Regions from separate parts of the Zea mays genome. Here region 2 is linked to region 1. Evidence: chromatin contacts called from public Hi-C data. All regions are on one chromosome and are shown on one strand. The core of a region is the stretch at or near the end of the contact, and the rest is flanking DNA. Distances in the headings are between cores, read along the strand shown. Region 1 holds the start of LOC100273731 (Pentatricopeptide repeat-containing protein). Region 2 holds the start of LOC100216802.

The links. Hi-C and Micro-C count contacts between places; a contact is called where the count stands out from the background.
Region 2: a Hi-C map of tassel shows a contact between it and region 1, with 2.3 times the contacts expected there. The contact joins the promoter of LOC100216802 here to the promoter of LOC100273731 in region 1. A contact is called at or near these places in 3 of 25 Hi-C or Micro-C datasets (ear, endosperm and tassel).

Annotation. Positions count from the first base shown.
Region 1 is chr1:231,059,621-231,062,533 of Zm-B73-REFERENCE-NAM-5.0, reverse strand. LOC100273731 (Pentatricopeptide repeat-containing protein) reads left to right here and starts at 1,633. Exons shown (of 1, transcript NM_001148141.1): 1 at 1,633-2,913. The coding sequence starts at 1,787.
Region 2 is chr1:231,220,709-231,223,863 of Zm-B73-REFERENCE-NAM-5.0, reverse strand. It overlaps LOC100216802, which reads right to left and starts at 1,767. Exons shown (of 4, transcript NM_001143201.1): 1 at 1,620-1,767. The coding sequence starts at 1,754.

The sequences.
Region 1 (2,913 bases), core at 384-2,883:
GACATGCGATGTCGAGCCATCGAACGGGTACCATAGGAAGCAAATCAGTGACCCCCATCCCTCACCTCCCCACTTCCAAGGTTTCGTAGAGCAGGAAGGGAAGGGAAGAGGCGAGCATACATGTCCGTTGCCGGAGAAGGACACGACGAAGACTTGGGCATCTAGAAGCGACATAGGTAGTATACCGCTAGATACATATAGGGAGATAGCATGCAAGCGGAGAAAGAAGCCCAGCTGGAGTAGCTCCAAATCGAGAGGCATCTGTACCAGACGTCGGTCCAAGAAGGGCAAGAGAATGCGAGTGCCTTCCCAGCCTTGGACCCATCGAGGCGACACAACACCACCACCAACTCCATAGCATATGCGGACTACTGCCGCGCCAAAGGCCTTGGTTGTCCAATATCTCTGACCTGGACCCCTCATTGCCAAGATAACCTAAGCGTGGCAGGCGCCACCGTGTCCTCCTCGGCGGCACGCACGAAAAAAGGCCAGGAGCAAGACCGACTCGCCCCGTACCCACGTCGAAGAGCATTGGTCGGCTCGCGGCTGCGACCGTGGGCGGGGTAGTTGGACGGGGAGGAAGAACATGGCGAAGGCCGGAAAGACGAACGGGACGCCCGACGATGGCGAAAACGATGGTGCACGCATACTGTGAAACATCCTCGTGAACGTGCAATAGCCATTGCATGGGTCTGTGTCGGGGCTGGTGTTGGACGAATACGGGGAGGAGGCGCCTGCTCCCACACCCTCTGCCGAGAATGGGGTGGCGCGGAGGTGGATGCATGAGGGGAGAGAGAGAAAAGAAGCAGGATGACGAACGAGATGGCAGCAACTAAGGCGAGGAGCATCATTATTGTGCGGAGGTATAGATGGCCAAATGAGACATGTCTGACGGGTCGGCCTGAGGCATGACCCATTTAATAGTGCCTGGGCTAGCCCGGCACGAGCGTTGTGCCGTGCTTGGGCTGTAGCCTCGGCCGTAGTGCTGGCCCGGCTTGAGACGATTATGTTTTTATTTTGCAAAAAATCATATATACATATATACAATTTATATTCAATATTAAAAAATACATGATCATGATGTTCTACTGGTTAGACAGCTTCACCCAGTGTTTCCCGCCCTTTTTTCATTAGGGCGTCTGCACTGTTTTTTAACATTTTACGTTGATTTAACCAAATGGCCCGATGGGCTAACAGGCCGGCCCGGCACAGTCTGCAGGCCGGCATGTGCCTGGACTAGAGCTATGGCGCGCGGGCGTTGGGTCCGTGCCGGGCCACCGTTTAGCCATCTATATGCGGAGGTTTATTTTGTGCAGTGGACGGACGTGCAACAAGTTAATTTGAAATAGATGTGAGGGGTTATTTATAAAAAATAACGCGGGACGAAATATAGTATATATAGATTGCCATCCTTACGCGTAATATGTACACTTTGCCGTTACCATTTTCACGAAATATGTCAATGGTACACATGAATAGTTTTGTGCCACTCAATCAAGAAAGAGTGGCTCGTCGCTAATCTTTGCGTGTTTCAAAGGCATGAGTAGGCCAGATTGCCAGAATGAGGCCCAACAGCAATAGTACATATTCATAACAGCCCAATAAAGCTGATAGCAAAGATTCTGCTTGTCACGAGTTTTCATTTCGTGGCGGAAGCCGGAAGGGAGACTCCTTTCCCTTGGCGCCGGCGCGCCGCCGTGCCGCCACCACCCTTCGAACCATAGCTGGGCGCCATCATCTTCCCGCAGAGCCGCTCACTCATCATGTGCTTGCGTGCGCGTATTCTATGATCACGGGCGCTCATCTACCTCCGCTCCGAGCAGCCCGGGCGATCTCGGCCCGGCTCTGCCTGTCGCGGCGTCTCTGCTGCAACGGTTCCAGAAACGGCGGTGAGAGTCCTCCAGACACTGCACAGCGCAATGGTGACGGTGTCCGTGAGGGAGCGGAGGAGGTGGCAGGCCTGAACGCTGGCCGCTTCCCACGTGAAGTAGTACTCCAGCTGCCACCACCGCGAGGCCAGCCGGAGAACGATGACGATGACGGCGAAACCTTTTCCCCTGGTCAAGATTCCAGGAGGCGGTTCTTTGGGGATGTGAGGCTGGAGGCGGACAGGATCTTTAGGATCCTGCTGCAGGACGGCCCGGGGTTCAGCACCCGCCACGCGCTCGATGAAATGCGCCCGAAGGTGTCTATTGAGCTGGTGAGGGAGGTGCTGTTCAGGATTGTTGTGTCCGTGGACAGTGTGAACCGTGAGAGGTACCCGAAGCTGGCGTATAAGTTCTTCATATGGGCGGGGCAGCAGGAGGGGTACCAACATAGCACAAGCATGTACAACCTCGTCATGAAGGTTTTCGCCGAGTGTGGGGAGGTGAAGGCGATGTGGCGGCTGTTTGAGGAGATGGCAGCCAAGGGGCTACCTGTCTCTTCCCGGACGTTCCACCTCTTGATATGTGCATCTGTGAAGGTTGGGTTGAGGCGGAGACTGGTGGAGAGGTTCATCAGGTCAAGTACTTTCAATTACCGCCCATTTAGAAATGCATTTAATGCAATATTGTACACACTTCTGACCATAGAGCAGTACTCACTGATTGAGTGGGTTCACGAGAAAATGATCCTTGAGGGGTACTCACCTGATGTCTTGACATACAATGTGGTGTTGCGTGCAAAGTATATGCTTGGGAAGTTGGATCAATTCCATCAATTACTTGATGAGATGGGAAAAAATGGGCTTACGCCGGACCTCCATACTTACAACCTGTTGCTTCATGTACTTGGTAAGGGAGACAAACCCCTCGCAGCTCTCAATTTGCTGAACTATATGAGTGATGTCGGATGTAGGCCAAATGTGCTCCATTTCACAAATTTGATAGATGGTCTTGGCCGTGCTGGCAACCTAGAAGCCTGCAGGTATTT
Region 2 (3,155 bases), core at 518-3,017, 160 kb before region 1:
TAGCGAATCGACGAGCGAGACACGGCCTTGACTCTAGAGAACACCACTTCCTTGGCACCCACGCACCAGTATCAATAGACCACATCATTGTCTCATGCCCCTTTACCCTCCAGGTTTGAGAACCATCCAGGTGCTTTCCGCCACTAGTTGCCACCGCCGACGCATAGCGTCCTTGGATGGTGGCGTCATCTTCGTGGACCCTGATCCAGGACAACGGAAAAGCTTTGATTCGCTCTTCGCGCTTGTGTCGTAGCAGGTATGGAGGGAATGGAATGTGTGGTGCTTTAGGGAGTCCTCAACCACGGTGCAGGACCTATTATCGATCATCAAGACTGAAGCATATCAATAGATTCAGGCGAGAGTCGTCAGCCTTGGTAATTTAGCAACCGGATAGCCTCCTCGAGAGCTAGCTGACATGGTTGTGCAGTCACCTTGTAGCACTAACAGCTATTGCAGCAGGATGGCCAGCTTATCTGTAAAACTCTCTTCTAGCTTAATACAATGATACACAATGCTCTTGCCTATTCGAGATAGCAAAGAGAAACCAAAGGAACTTAACAATGCCGGATGGAAATCCTAACTGATATACATTTAACTCATAAAGTCCATGCGATTTTTTTAGCAGCGTTGTAACTTCAGAGGGTTTAAACTCCAATTCCCACTGGAATGTACCCTGATATACTACTTCTCGATTCAGAAACTTATGACCGAATAAGAACAATAAATATATGTCAGCCTAGCACACTCATGTTGGCGATGAACACTCCAAAGCTATAGGGGTATATATAGATTCCTAGTCTCAATTGTAGTCTAACAAACGATATCAAATTAATCAAATTGGTCAGATTAAAAATATACAGATAATTACTCTTAAGCATATAGGCAAATTTAAATTGATCAGATTATATGAGATAACAAGCGAACCAGAATCAGCATTTCACTTGTATGTCACACTTAACATAATAACATGTCATCCATCGGGTTAGGCTAGCAAGGTAAAATGGTGAAACATAACATCTAGATTCCAAACACCTGAAACCTACTTGAGCACACTACAATGCTGGATTGTCATAGGTCAGGGCCAATGGAGTCAAGTGAACAGTGATTGCAGCTATAGATGGCCAATAAACATGAGGCCCGCGAGCCCGGCACGCAGCCCGCTATTTGGGCCTGATCCGAGCCCGGCCCAACTCTATGCGGGCCTGTGCCTAGCCCAGCACGACCCGTTTCTAAACGGGCTAAGACTCGGCCCGTTTAATAAGACAAATATTACAAAAATAGCTTTATCTTCTATTTACGGTCTATCATTTATTTGTGAAATGTGTATTATTTGAAACATACATATTATTGTATTTAATTATATCCTTCCATTATGATTTATAAATGTGTTATTTTTTTAATGGTGATCTAATTTTAAATTTGATTTATGCGTTCACGAGCTCAGGTCGACACCGTGTTCATTTTCGGGCCGGACTTACCGCCTTCGCCTTGCGGGGATGGGTTCACGGAGTCGGTAATCAGATTCCAATAAAACTAAGGAGCCGGGGACCTATACCGCAATGGGATCGAATGCTACCTGTCTATCTCCACGGGAAGCGAAGGCAGGGAAGGAGTCTTACGTTGAAGATGAGGCCCTTGTTGGTGGGGGAGCCGAAGGAGAGCCCACCGCGGAAATGGACACACCACAGCAGCACGAGCACCGCCGCGGAGGCCGCAAGCAAGCGCGCCGCCTTCGCGGGCGCCGGCACGGCCATCCCTCAGGCGTTGGAGAGGGATCGGAGCTCGGAAAGCCTCGACCTGGCCCCCTTGTCAATGTCAACGGACTCGAGATAGTCAACACCGTGTCCTTGTCTGGGACCCGCGGAGAGGACGACGAGGTATATGGGCCTCGGCCTAAAAACAGCCGCATTCATATTGAGCATCAGACTAAAGTGGGCCTAAATGGTTCTAATTGACCCCTCTTAAAAACGTTGTGTCTTTTTTTTCCTCTTATAAGGACTAGTTTGGGAACCACAATTTCACAAGGGTTTTTCGTTTTTCCAAGAGAAATGTCAAAATGTTTCCCCCGCAGTACGATTTTGGTGCCTTTGAAACGACTTCAGTCTGCACAGCATAAAAACATCACTAGTTGTCAGTGTGTGCTAGCGAACGCATGTTATATTAGTTAGGGATACATACAAAGTCTTATGTCTTATACTCCCTCCATTCTTTTTTATTTATCATGTTTTAGTTTAAAAATGAACTAACGGACGACAAATATTCGAGAACGGAGGTAGTAATACATTTACATAGTATGATTATATATATCCAAAGGTTTATTTACATTCAAAATATTAAAGAGTGGACCAACAGGTGTAAGGTGGTTAAAGTTTTAGAATTATAATGCATACAAAATTATTTAAGAACTAATTGTAGCATGTTAAGATTCTAAAGTTTTTTTGGGAGGGGGAGACTTAACTATATATATGCTCATGCTAAGGAAGATATAAATCCCTTACCTTCTGTTCTTTTAAGAGGAGATTAGCGAAGGCACTTCAAGTTGCCTCTTTCCTAGTAGAAGGAAATCATTTCACATGTCTCTAAGTTATCGAAGGTGTGCATGAGATAGATTACCTTCTGGTCTTCAAAGAAGAGATCATGAGGGCACTTCAAGTTCCTTTGTACCCTTATATTCCTTCCTAGTAAAGAATGAAAAAATTAGAAGAAAGGATGAAGGAGAACTATATAGAGAATTGGGTTCCCTATTTCTTTGGCCACATAGAAAAATGGAGATGCTTTCATTGGTGCGGTGGAATGGGAAGAGGAACCCCATTCAAGGTTTCACTAAATCCTAAAGAATATATATTGTCAATGTGGTGTCATGTTATATGATCGTTATGCGTGAAACGGTATATAACTGCATGGTGTTTGGTGATCATCTAAATGTTCAACACATATTAGCTAAATAATTGTGCACCTACATATTCTAAAATTTAGGACAAAGGAATTTATGTTAGCAAAATCGACAGACAAAACGAAGTAGATCAACCAACAAACCACAGAGCACGACACACAGATTTACATGGAAGCCCCTTCAATGCGAAGGGAAAACCACAGGCACCAGCCAGGTGAAAACCTTCACTATGATATGGAGTGTGAAAGTCGCCTAGAGGGGG